2 separate regions of the Mus musculus genome follow, and region 1 is linked to region 2. A link is a contact called in public HiChIP or PLAC-seq data. All regions are on one chromosome and are shown on one strand. The core of a region is the stretch at or near the end of the contact, and the rest is flanking DNA. Distances in the headings are between cores, read along the strand shown. Region 1 overlaps Gm30298 (a long non-coding RNA gene). Region 2 has its middle 4.5 kb from the start of Tmem179.

Region 1 (6,547 bases), core at 2,400-4,899, 190 kb after region 2:
CTCTCCCACCTTCTGTGCTTGCTCACACTTTGACCTCCATTGCTGGTGAGACGTTGTGCCAGAGCTCAGCCTTCATCCTCACAGCACCCCCTCTGTTGCTGTCAGTCTCCACAGGCTCCATTTTCATGAGGCACTTGGGATGAGAGCTCACCTGATTCCACTGTACCAACTGTGTTCCCAGTAAGATCACAGTCTAAGACAGTAAGGCTAGGACTTTAATATCAGAATAGTGTGTGTGTGTGTGTGTGTGTGTGTGTGTGTGTGTGTGTGTGTGTGTGTGAGATCATCCTCTCAACAGCTCCCCAAGGTGGTGGTCTGTGGCTTGGCTCTCCACCACACTTACATGATTGACATTTCTTATTACATGGGTGGCCCACACCCTATTATATGCAGTCTCTAAGCCCTTGGGTTCTGTCTTTGTGGGTGCCACAGCATGACAATTACCTTTGAACTCCGGAACATCAGGCACACCCTAGCATCCCTGGGCTTTTGACACCGTGAGGCCCCAGTTCCAGCTGTGATGCTGCAGTCATTTACCTGGCTGGTGCAGAAGCTCCTTCTCCAACTACCACGTCTGTGGCACAGGAAGATCTGGGCAGTGAAGGCTGCATGGGCTCCAGGGCAGCAAAACACTTCCAGGAGCACCACACTGTCAAGGTGGGGAGCACCACACTGTCGAAGTGGGGAGCACCACACTGTCGAAGTGGGGAGCACCACACTGTCGAGTGGAGAGCACCACACTGTCGAAGTGGGGAGCACCACACTGTCGAAGTGGGGAGCACCACACTGTCGAAGTGGAGAGCACCACACTGTCGAAGTGGGGAGCACCACACTGTCGAAGTGGGAGGAAGAGCCCTCTGTGGTGTCCCCAAGTCTGAGTGCATCTCTTCTCTTGTTCTGAGGAGGGAAGTATAGTCCTCCATCAGTCCCTCCTGCAGGAAGCATGTCACCATGAAGATGAAGCCTCCCAGCAGGTCCTTGCAGGAGCCTCTGAAGACTCATCGCCCCGTACCATCACACCAGTCCTGCATTTAAGCACAGACTCTGAGCTCAAAACATGAGCTGCTTCCACTTCATTGCCTCTTGAATGACCCCTGGCTGCAAATGACGTTTGTGGAAAGATTTCTGTGAGGCTGTCAGGGAGGGGACCCAGTGTGCTCTCCCACAGGGGACAGAGCTTTGCTGCGAATGAAGTGAGCTTGGTGCCACTAGAAGAGTGGGGAGTGGCCTCCTTAAGGGTGCCATGTTTGCTGCCTTGGCCATCTTGTGTGAAGACTGCATAGCTTGTGGATGAGCCACTATGTGTCCTTTTGTCCACCCGGAGGCCCCTCTGCAGGTGATGTCTTTGATGGCATTTCCCCTAAAGATAAATGTCCTCACTGTACACCTCAAGGGATCTGTAAACCTGTCTCCCAGCTGTATCCCATCTTCCCTCGTATGAGCTACACCTTACCAGCCCATGTAAATGCCTCTTCTGGAAGATAAAGCAGACTACCAAAGAGCCTTCTGGATGTTTCCTCCGTGCCAGGGGTTGCTCTCCGTCATGGTCTCTGAGCATCCCCAGACACGGTTGCTCTACGGGGCGGTGGTACCAGTTTCCCTCAGACCTTGCCTAGACCAGCTCAGGGTTTTATTTTGCTCCTTTGTTAACCAGCCAAATGGCTGCCCCATGGGGCCGCACACATACCGAGGGAGCCGAGGGTAAGCAGCAGGCGTCAACACCGGGAGAGGGAGCATCTGCCACTGCACTGCTGTGCCTTCCGGACCCGCTCGGGCCTGGCTCGGATTCACAGTTTCCCTTTAACGACAGGAATGCTGCTGTGCGTGTTTAATTTTATGTTTGTGCAGATCAAATATCACCCTGTGAGCCACGAGGAGCTCACAGGGGCAGCTGATGTTTGGGGCCAAGTCAGAGCTCGATTCAAATGGGTGACATTTGAGCAGAACAGCTCGCCACCCTTCTAGCATCTTCCCGTGGGTCTACCGTTAGGACAACACCCAGAATCGGCATCCTCTCCCGCCGCTGACCCTCCTCTAGGTCTCTGGGCTCTTGTGGCAGCAGCCTGGGTACCGGCCGGGAACCACAGTAAAGCTTGTTCTTGCTCCGTTCCTGCCGCATCCAGAAGCTTCATGTCCTGCTCCGGAGTGAGCTGGAGCCGGGCAGCCTCCCAGACCCACACTCGCACCACACACTGCATTGTTTCTCTCGGGAGGGGGCACGTGTTGAGGCCATTTGTCTTTTACTTTGAGGGGAGGCGTAAGGGGAAGCCTAGCTGCATCTCCACCTGGGAAGTCTATCTGTCTCTCACACTCTGGTGCAGTCTGTCTAAGGGGTTTAATGGCTTGTCACCTCCCCAGGATCAGGTCCAAGTGAAGTGACACAGTAAAGGAGGGGACTCGAGAGACATGAGGGTAGTAAAGGCTCTGTAAACTGTTCTGACAGAAGACAAGAGGTGACCCGATCCTGAGACAAGGTCACCAGGGTGGGGTAATGCCACGTAGAGGGAAGGAATGTTTTTGTTTTTGTTTTTTTTTCTGATTGGCCATATTAATTGAGACTGAGGGAAAAACAAAGGTTAGTAACTTCATACCAGGCTTCAAAGGAGTGGTGGTTCACTCCAAAAAGATCACACACCCCACCCACATGATCTCACCTGTACTGCCAGCACCCAGGAGGCTATGGCAGGGGGCTCTTGAGTTTGAGACCAGCCCAGGCTTTGTTTATAAATAAACCAGAATGAGCATCTAGAACAGCTGCCATTGTTGATGGTCTATGATGGTCTACTGCCACATCAGGCCCACCCACCTGTGCATCACAGGCCCACCCACCTGTGCATCACAGGCCCACCCACCTGTGCATCACAGGCCCACCCACCTGTGCATCACAGACCCACCCACCTGTGCATTGAATCACACAGCAGCAAAGGGGTGTCTATGAGTTTCCTACTGCTACCAAAGCAAACCACCACAAACCCAGTCACTACAAATGACCACTTCATTCTCTTCTTCTGGAGACCAGAAGACTTGAGGCAATGGGTTGTAGGGTCGATCCTGCTGGAGGCTGTGGAGAGAATCTGTCTCCCTCCTTCCTAGAGGCTCCTTCCCAGGCCCTTCTTATAGATCACAGAGACAAGCATGGACTTCATGCCAGCTGTCACATATGTCCAACTTCAACACACTTTAGATCCACGGACTTAACCACAGGACATGCCCAAGAGTCACTAGAACCCTGTGAGAGGACTTGAGCCTTTTGTCACTTGATGCTCATGGTCTGTGATCTTAGAAACATGATGAGCCCCAGGGATTAAAGAGCGTCAATTTATGACTAGTATATAATAACCCCAGAAAGCCGGGCTGTTCTCCCCCCGGTCCACCTGGATAGTCGCCCATTGGTCCTGGGGGAGGCTTGGAAGGATGCCCACAGAGGACAGCAGTGACTTCCTAACTGTATCTCTTTCCTCAAGTCCAGCCTCTATGGTGGTTAAAGGGCTTTGCGTCTGTTCTAGTTTACTTTACATTGCTGTGATAAACACCATGACTAAAAACAACTCAGCTTACACTTCCAGGTCACAATCCACCCTTGAGAGAAGTCAGGGCAGTAACTCAAGCAGAAACCACAGACAAACGCTGCTTCCTGGCTTGCTCACTCTCTGACTCATACCTAGCTGGCTTCCTCATGCAATGCATACCCACCTGTCCTGGGATAGTGCTGCCAACAGTAGTTCTCCTTACATCTACCAGCCAAGCAAACTTCTTAGTGGTAAAGCTTGATCCATGTCCACACAGGCACTCCAATGGGTATGTAGTGACAATTTTGGAATTTTGGTTTCTTTCAAAACACAAAAATATTCTAAGAATCTAAGAATTTTCATATCCCAGGTGTGGGGACATGGGCTGCTTCAGGCTGTCCACAGCTGCTGACTGGTTTGCCCAGTGCTCTAGCAGGGGCGTGGTTTTGCCTGCTACAGATAGTTTTTGCAAGCGTGTGACATTTGAAACTTTGGGGACATTTAAGAGGGTATATAAATGAGTCCCAAGAGGCAGTGTGGGTTGTTGATTGGTTGGTGGTGGTCGCTGTTTGTTAAGTAGTCATAGAAGAGGAGGGGAAAGAGGAGGAGGAGGAGAGAGAGGAGGAAATTAGATATCTGATGGTGAAGATCAAACTTCCCGGACTCCCCCCAGGAACTTGGTGTCCTTAATCAACCCAGCAGGAAGTAATCTAATGATAACACTGCCTCCTTTCCCCTCCATTCTTCTTTCTCTCCTATCTAGTGATAGGGGATTGGAAGGGTGGAAGAAAAGGTTGCAAGGAAGAAGAACCCACAAAGTAGCAACACAGGTGCTACACAGTGGCTACATGGGTGCACTTACAAGAACACACAGCCTGTGCAGAGATCTCCCCTTAGTTTGACTTTACAAGAGCCTGACTCACAGGCTCCAACCAACACAGAGCAGTAGACTCATGTGTCCATGAGCACTTGGCTCATAGAGACTCCGCTCATGGGAGGCTGAGACCCTCATGTGGGGCAACCATGCCACCAGACAGAAGAACTGGTAAGGTCAAAGCAGATTTAAAAACCCCAGTAAATCTCAAAATTGAGAACAGCAGGCATTAGAGTCAGCTCCTGGCCAGACTATTGGTCCTGAAACATGTGACCACGACACACCACTAAGGGGACCATGACAACAGTCACCTAAACAGCACAAAAAACTAGAGTTCTCCATGCTAATGAGATGTCTAGATAGGCCCGAGTGTTTAGGCAACGAGCTTCCCTTCCTGGGCATCCCTTCCTGCAAAAGGTGTTCAATCTCTGGTCCACCCTGAGTAAGACTTATGCATTTTCTTTTTTTCTTTTTCTTTTCTTTTTTTTTTTTTTCTTTTTTTTGGTTTTTCGAGACAGGGTTTCTCTGTATAGCTCTGGCTGTCCTGGAACTCACTCTGTAGACCAGGCTGGCCTCGAACTCAGAAATCCGCCTGCCTCTGCCTCCCGAGTGCTGGGATTAAAGGCGTGTGCCACCACGCCCGGCTGACCTATGCATTTTCATCTGCCATGAATAATAGTTTGGATAAGCGAGGATTGTCTCCTTCATCAAAGACTGGGGAGGTCTTTGAAGAGCTGCACCCAGACCTCCCATAGATGGCCTCTCTTCCAGCCCCTCAGTACTTCTGGCACTCACTTGGAGATAAGCCAGATTCCACCCCATGGACCCTTGTTCCCAATTCCGTGAGGTCCCAGCAATGTCTGGGTGCACAGGAGAATGGGAACCCCTTTCTCAACTCCTCGAGTTTCCCACTGGCTCTGGGTACACAGGAGTTTGAGAAACACAGCACCCATCCCAGATCTCGCTGTTTCTCACCCAGAACAACATGGACTGGGGCCCCTATCCTAGACTGCACTCTGCCTTCCCAGAGCGACATTCAGGCAGTGCTCTGGCTCCCAACATCATGGCAGACCCGTGGCCTGTCGCCCCAGCACTCTGCCTTCCCAGGGCGGCACATCAGAGGTGTTCGGACACTCTCATTGTTGGCTGAGAGGTAGCAGAGGCTCTCTGGGCCTACGGAAAGCAAGTGTGCACAGCCGCAATCCAAGGGAAGGCCAGACACATCACAAGGCTTCGTCCCACGGTCAAGGCCACCATAGTTACTGATGCAGTGCTATGATCCGATATCTGACAGAAGCCACTTAGTAGAGGAAAGTTTGACTTTGTTCACAGACTTGGAGGGTTCAGTCCCTGAGGTAGTGAAGGCATGATGGGGCAGATTAGATCATGATGGAGGGAGGGATCGAAGAGGCTGCTCCCATTAAGGGCTATGGAGCAGAGGACAGGATGTACAACCTCCAGGATCCCCCCCCCAATGTCCTGTTGTTCTCAACCTGTGGGTTGCAGGGGAAAGGGGGAACGAACCGCCCCTTCACAAGGGTTGATCACATATCCGATATCCTGCATATCAGATATTTACATGACAATTCACTACAGTAGCAAATTTACAGTTATGAAGTAGCAACAACAAAACTAACTTAATGGTCGGGGGTCACCTCCGCATGAGGAACTGTATTAAAGAGTCACACAGCATTGGGAAGGTTGAGAACCACTGCTGTGTTCCTCACGCTGCACCTCAGTTCCACATCGGTTCCACAGCCTCATGAACGGTCCAAGCCCGTGGGGAGCACTTCCAGATCAAATGATAACATTGGCTCTGTGTACCTGGGGGCTGAAAGCTGATAGTGTCATGCATGTCCCCCAATGCCCCGATTCCTTCTCAGGAAGTCCCCTGGCCTTGGCCTTGGGACTTGCTCAAACAATGCAAAAGCCGGCTGCACAGTTGTACCCAGCCTGCATCTCTTACCTAGGACACGAGGGACAAAGGGTTATCACCACTATGGGGGTGAACAGCAACAGCTTCACTACCCAGATGACCCTGAATTCTCAAACCTGCCTTTCAGCACGTTCTGCCACCTCTGAAGGAACAAGCACCTTTACTGTCACACACAGTGACTGTCTGTGTCCCACTGTCCCTTCAGCAAGGTCACTGGGCCACCACCAG
Region 2 (6,365 bases), core at 3,361-5,860:
GACTTGTCTTCTGCTTATCACTGGGAGGTCAAAATCTGCTCATAGTCATTACCATTTGTTATCCGCCTCTGCACATAGAGCATTCATTTTGCAATCTCTTGAGTACGTTATATGAAGGAACAGGATAAGGTCTGCAGCAGCTACTCTTTTCTCAGAGAATCCACCCAGGGTTTCTTCCACTGCCAAGACTCCCCAACCCAAACCAGGGGGGATTGTTTAGGAAGCTCAGCCTGCCCCATCCCAAACACAAATCCTAACCATTCATCAGCACTGGAAAATTTTGACCAAAAAACAACAAACAAACAAAATTGACCCTGACAATTGAGAAGGAAACAGATTGCATCAGAGGGATGACTAAAAAGGGACTCTGGTACCCTAATTTATGAGTTCCACTTAACCTTAAAAAATAATCAGGGGCTGGAGAAGTGGTTCAGACACTGGCTGCCCTTCTAGAAGACCAAGGTTCAATTCCCAGCACCCACATGGTGGAGCACAGTCATCTTTCACTCCAGTTCCAGAAGATCAGGTGCCATCTTCTGACTTCTGCCAGCACCAGGCATGCAAGCGTGGCACATGGGTGCAGGCAAAATGCCCATACAGTTAAAATAAAATAATAGAATTTTAATTACGAAAATCAGAGATTCTCTTGGTATTTGTATTAGTCCAGATTCCTCAGAGAAACAGAACCAACAGGATTATTTCACATGCTGTGGAAACTGGAAAGCTCACAATTCCAGGGCTGGCTGTGAAACCGGATCCGGAGATACGATCTGATGCTTTGGTTCAAGCTCAGGGTTATTCTGATGTGGAAGTCCCTCTTGCTCTAAGTAGAGGAGGTTTGTTCTATACAGAGCTTTAACAGATGGGATGAGGGTCTCTCGCAGCATGGAGGAAAACCAGCTTTACTCAACTGATTCAAATGTCAACTTTATCCAGGATATATTCCCAAGAAAACTTCCAGAATGATGTTCAGCAACATGTCTGGGCACCTTGTCTAACTAATTTAGCCCATAAAATTAGCCATTTTATTACTGAAATAATTTCAATCTATAGAAACTATGGAAAACGTCACAATTCTTGTGTGTGTGTGTGTGTGTGTGTGTGTATGTATGTGTGTGTGTGTGTCTGTGTCTGTGTCTGTGTCTGTGTCTGTGTCTGTGTGTGTGTGTGTGTGTGTGTGTGTGTGTGTGTGTGTCTGTGTGTCTGGGGGGGGGTGTCTCTTTATGTTTCCTTGGACGGCCTGAAATTCACTAAGTAGACAAGGCTGATCTTGAACTCGTAGAGATTCTCTTGCCTCTGCATCCTGAGTGCTGCTATTAAATTCATGCACCACGACGCCTGACTCTCATGTTTCATTTTTAAAGCCAATATTGCATTCATGGAAAAACCCCATCAGAACTGTGTGGGAAATAAAATAATAGAAAATTGCATTTACAAATATTAATGCCAAGTTTAAAAAAAACAGTGAATTGAATACAATCAGCGAACTAGTAAGAAAATATGGATAAGTAAAAATTTACCCTACAAAGGCAAGAAGAGCTAAGCTACAGGAGATTTATCAACAAGCAAAGGGATAAAGCCTGCGTTCTGTGTGCAGGCATATCTGAAAGCTATTGCATATCACTACGTATCCCTTTCTGGTTCTTCAATTCTGCATAGAAATAGAAGAAAGCCGGGCAGTGGTGGCTCACACCTTTAATCCCAGCTCTTGGGAGGCAAAGGCAGGCAAATTTCTGAGTTCGAGGCTAGCCTGGTCTACAAAGTGAGTTCCAGGACAGCCAGGGCTATACAGAGAAACCCTGTCTTGGAAAAAAAAAAAAAGGAAAGAAAAAGAAAAGAAAAGAAAAGAAAAGAAAAAAGAAAGAAAGAAATAGAAGAGAACTACCAGACTATGTTAGTCTGCCTTTAAGACACAAAGTTTGTACCTGTTCAGATAAAGAAAAAATCAAGATAGGAATGCTCACTGTCACAGTCATTTTTGACCATTTGTTTGATGATTCTCTCAGTGAACGGAGACAAGGAAACAAGAGCCATAGCGTATCCATGGAAACGAGTGAAATTATCTTTATGGGAAGATAATGTGACTTTACACCAAGAACTCTCAAGCTATTCTACTACAATAATTAGAATTTTCAAGAAGATTTTGTAAGATGCTTGGATACAAGACAAACATACAAATTTCAATAGCCTTTCTTGGAATGGGCGAATGAGCCCTGTTTCCTGGGAAACAGACTGAGGGCCACAAGCAGCAACACGGTGGTGGTGCATGGTGCAGACCTGGCCGGAGGGATCAGCTGTGAGGGAGCTCGGACAGGCACACTCCTTTCTCTTAAGTCCTTCCCTGTGTCCAGCCAGCGGTTCTGGGTGGAAGCTGACTCAGGTTCAGAAACTAGACAAGAGGTCACAATGTCTGACAGGGCAGCTGCTCTCAGAATCGTCCTGACCCTCTTGTATAAGGAGGTTAGAGGGACAGTCCCATGTGTCCTCTAGAGATGCTGCTGGGCCACCCATCTCCACTGCTCCCTGTACCCTGGCCTTCTGATCTCCCTTCACTTTCTGGCTCCTTGGGGGTACCTAAGAATTGGGTACTCCCACCCTGCACCTCCAGGGGGCGTCACTAGGCTTCTTAGCAGTGCAGTTGTCTCCCTGGTGCAGCTAAACAGCTCTGGTAAGTACAGTCTCAACAGCCTCTCTCCGCACACATCTTCAGATGTTCCAAAGGCTATTGTGCATCCTGTGTCTGAGCCCTTGGCCCCTCCTCCCCAGTCTACCTGGCCCACTCTGGCATTTCACAACCCTCTGTTTCCCAAGCTATTACTATTACTATCTCTGTTTCCTCAGAGATAGTAATAATGCCTTTTCTCTTGTTATCACAACACCACCAGACCCAGTAGCTTGGACAGCACAAACTTATCACCTGACACTCTGGAAGCACAGAATTTAATCCCAGGTTATGACTCCCCTCTGGAGGTTTTAGGGGAGGATTTTCCTTATCTTTCCCAATTTCTAGATACTTTGCTCCTGACCCTGTAATTCCATCTTCAAAGCCAGCAATGACTGCTTAGGTTCCTCCTGGGCTCCACCTCAGTGATTCTCTGCAGGTAAAAAGGTGACCTGTGCTGATATTGGGTCCAACAGCATGCATCCTACCCTTGAGGTCCCTAAGTTTTCTTATAGAGCCAAGCAAGAGTTTCTTCTAATGTCCTGAGCTCTCCTAACGTACCCTCCCTTAGTTGCTTCAATGCCCTTAGCCACCGTCACATCTACAGGGCCCCCAATACAGTTTGTATATAAAGTATCCCCCCAAAAGCTCATGTGTTGAAGATTTGGTTCTAAATCAGTGGATTCAGATGTTGACAAGAATTTTAGAGCAAGGTCCTCTGGGTATGGCCTGGTCATTGTCATTTTCAAAATCAGACCAGCTGTGGTCATCTGCATATGGCTCTCTCAAGACTGATTCTGCTGACATCCCTCATAGAAAGTGAAGGCTCATGGGTGTGGGAGGCTCAGAGAGTTCTCTATCCTCCCCCAAGGATACGTCAGTGACTGACAACTGCCAGGGAGGGAGATTCATCTTCAGTTGTGTGGCTGCCAACAATTCAGCCATGATCCCATAAGTAACTCCAATTAAACTCCTTGCCTCATCAAGCTAGACTTGGAAGGACCGTTTCTTTGGTCTGTTGCCCTCTGGCAGGAATAGAAATAGACTCCCTAGGAAAAGTCACAGAACACTTGGAACAGGGACTGACAGAACCAGACCTGAGTTTGGAAGGAGCAATCCTTGTTGTGAGTGATAAGATGTGATAACTGAAGCTAAACCATAAAGGGTTAAGCATGCAAGGCAATGGATGTGGCCATCCTTCTCTACGTGACATGGGATCGCATTCCTTCTTGCTGACATGACCATGGTGCTGTCCCTGCTAGGCATGAGAGGACATGCAAAGGAGGCTGCTCCATCTGCAGGCAGGATGTCCAAAAGGAGAAACTCTAGGGTGTCATCTTCTGTGTGTCAATGAGTGACATTGATGGCCATGCAAATGTTGAGACATTCCCTCTATCTTAGTCAGGGTTTTACTGCTGTGAACAGAAACCATGACCAAGGCAACTCTTATAAAGGACAACATTAAATTGGGGCTGGCTTACAGGTTCAGAGGTTCAGTCCAGTATCATCAAGGCAGGAGCATGGCAGCATCCAGGCAGGCATGGTGCAGGAGGAGCTGAGAGTTCTACATCTTCATCTGAAGGCTGCTAGTGGAAGACTCACTTTGAGGCAGCTAGGATGAAGGTCTTAAAGCCCACACCCACAGTGACACACCTACTCCAACAGGGCCACACCTACTCCAACAGGGCCATACCTTCCAATAGTGGCACTCCCTGGACCAAGGATATTCAAACCATCAATCACACCCTCAATGCCTAGTTGATTAGGAAATGTCCTGCAAGCTGTAGAGCGGCAGGTATAGGACAGGCTGGCAAGCAAGCTGGTACGTAAGCGGGCTGTGCTGCTGATGCGTCTCAGCTGCCTGCCCAGAAAGAATGTGCCTAGTAAGAGCAGAGTTACAATGGGAAGAGGACATGTGACTGGCATCCTCTGCATTCACCTCTGACTCAGCAGGAAACGCACGGAGGGGGAGGGGAAAAGCAAATAGCAGTAATGAAGCTCCCTGCAAGTCTGACCTTTACAGAGGAAGAGAAAACCCATGACTCAGCATGCCGCCAGCGTCCTTAATAATGACCCATGCCGGAAACTCCATAATCAGGGATTACTTTGCCTGCAGGCGAGAGAACTCGGGCAAAGCTGTGGGACACGTGGGCGGATGAGATTGGTCTCAGAGCTACGGAAGCAGACAAACTAAAACAAAGGCTGCTTGACCTGAAGCAACACACACAAATAAGTCTTTGATGAAATAATCCACGCCAGCCACTAGGGACCCTTGGCCATCAGCAGCTCGGTCCCGATGAGTATCAGAAACTGGACTAGCGGACAGTAAAACAACTGTTTTTTCTAACTGATGTAGGTGATGGTTGTGTCTCATCCCATTGGAAAGTGGTCACCCTGCCACCAGTGAGGTAGCCCTGCCACTGACCCACCAGCAATGGTCTAACCCTAAATTCCCCTGCCCACAAACATCAGAGTCGAGTGTCTCCCAGAAACCCATCTTGGGATAACGCAATGAAGCAGGCTGTAGTGTGGGGGCCCTGTGGGAACAACAGTCAAAAACAAAACAAAACAAAACAAGAAAACAACCTTGGTATGGTCTGAGACCAGCCAATGCCACAGGGACACAAGAGGGATAGAGTTTTTGCATTCTAAATAGATCAGGGGCTGAGTGTGGCTTTGTCCGCTGTTCTGTTGCCGGGAATCCTGTCAACCAAATGCTAGACAACTGCAGCCCAATCAATTAGACACATAACTGTACCTGCCCCCAGTCAGACCCACGGAGCATATACTTCATGCATTCCAGTGTCTGGTGTGCCCAGTGAAATGTCATGGAGGAAGACAAGCCACAGGACCACTCTGCATAGTCACAGGTGACCCTGCTACACAAGACACACCACCAAGAACGATAAAGCCAAAAGGTGAAAAGATTAGGCTGCACAAAATTGTGAGCCCTCTGTGGTAAAATAGAATACATTATGAATCGAGGCAAAAGATGAACAATAGGCAGAGAGAAAACACTTGCACTTGTCTGAACAGGCGTTTCCACCACTTGAATGTGCAGCGCGTTCTGCAAGTTGATAAGGCAGAGGAACAAGTCTGCTTCCTGGAATACAAAAGACATCTGTTCTTGCTCAAAGCAAGATGTGTGCACAAAGGCTGCTGTGCAAGACTGGCCCTGTCCAGTCCCAGTCTGAAGAAGCCAGCACTCATAGGCCTGGCCAGGAAGGTGTCTGGAGATAAACTGATAGCCTGGGATGAAGCTGGAGCCTGTGCCCTTCCTCTGAGCTGGCTGTGCCTCTCTGACAGACCACCACACCAGTGCCTGCTGCATTTTGTAGAGACATGAGCACAGATGTTTAATCTATATGTTGTAGCCAGTAACGGACATTGCTACTGTTCCTGAACCGGGGACTGGAAAGGTTCTGGCCATCCTTAGGACGGAAATTATGAACTACTGAGCAGCAGTCAGATCTCTGAGAGTTAGCATGTATGATTGTCTGTCACAAAGCTAAATTTAGAGTGCCAAGGTGATGGGTGTAGACACCCTAGGTTGTGTATTAACAGACTTGGTGGTGACACCCATGTTAATCCAGCAACACGTGAATTCTGCTGCTCTTGGTTCCTCATGTCAGGACTGTGGAGAGCTCTGGGCCCACAGCCCTGTGGTGAGGCTTGGGTGTTCTGCTGCTTCAACAGAAAAGAC

The links. HiChIP or PLAC-seq counts read pairs in DNA pulled down with a chosen protein or histone mark.
Region 1: a contact with region 2 is called in a FOXA1 HiChIP or PLAC-seq map of pancreatic cancer cells. The contact joins two enhancer-like sites. A contact is called at or near these places in 1 of 39 promoter capture datasets (pre-B cells), 2 of 115 datasets of contacts at active chromatin or transcription factors (embryonic stem cells and pancreatic cancer cells) and 1 of 9 other capture datasets (pancreatic islet).

The regions. Positions count from the first base shown.
Region 1 is chr12:112,698,937-112,705,483 of GRCm38.p6, forward strand. Gm30298 (a long non-coding RNA gene) reads left to right here. Exons shown (of 7, transcript XR_003950268.1): 5 at 1-180; 6 at 433-657; 7 at 903-1,495. Among named protein-coding and RNA genes, the nearest start is that of Gm30298, 13 kb to the left of the region's middle. Within about 2 kb of position 3,650, at least 64 of the 459 cell types and tissues checked have an H3K27ac peak or open chromatin away from gene starts, as enhancers often do. A contact at or near this core is called in pancreatic cancer cells, where this site is marked.
Region 2 is chr12:112,512,486-112,518,850 of GRCm38.p6, forward strand. No RefSeq gene overlaps it. Among named protein-coding and RNA genes, the nearest start is that of Tmem179, 4.5 kb to the left of the region's middle. Within about 2 kb of position 4,611, at least 105 of the 459 cell types and tissues checked have an H3K27ac peak or open chromatin away from gene starts, as enhancers often do. A contact at or near this core is called in pancreatic cancer cells, where this site is marked.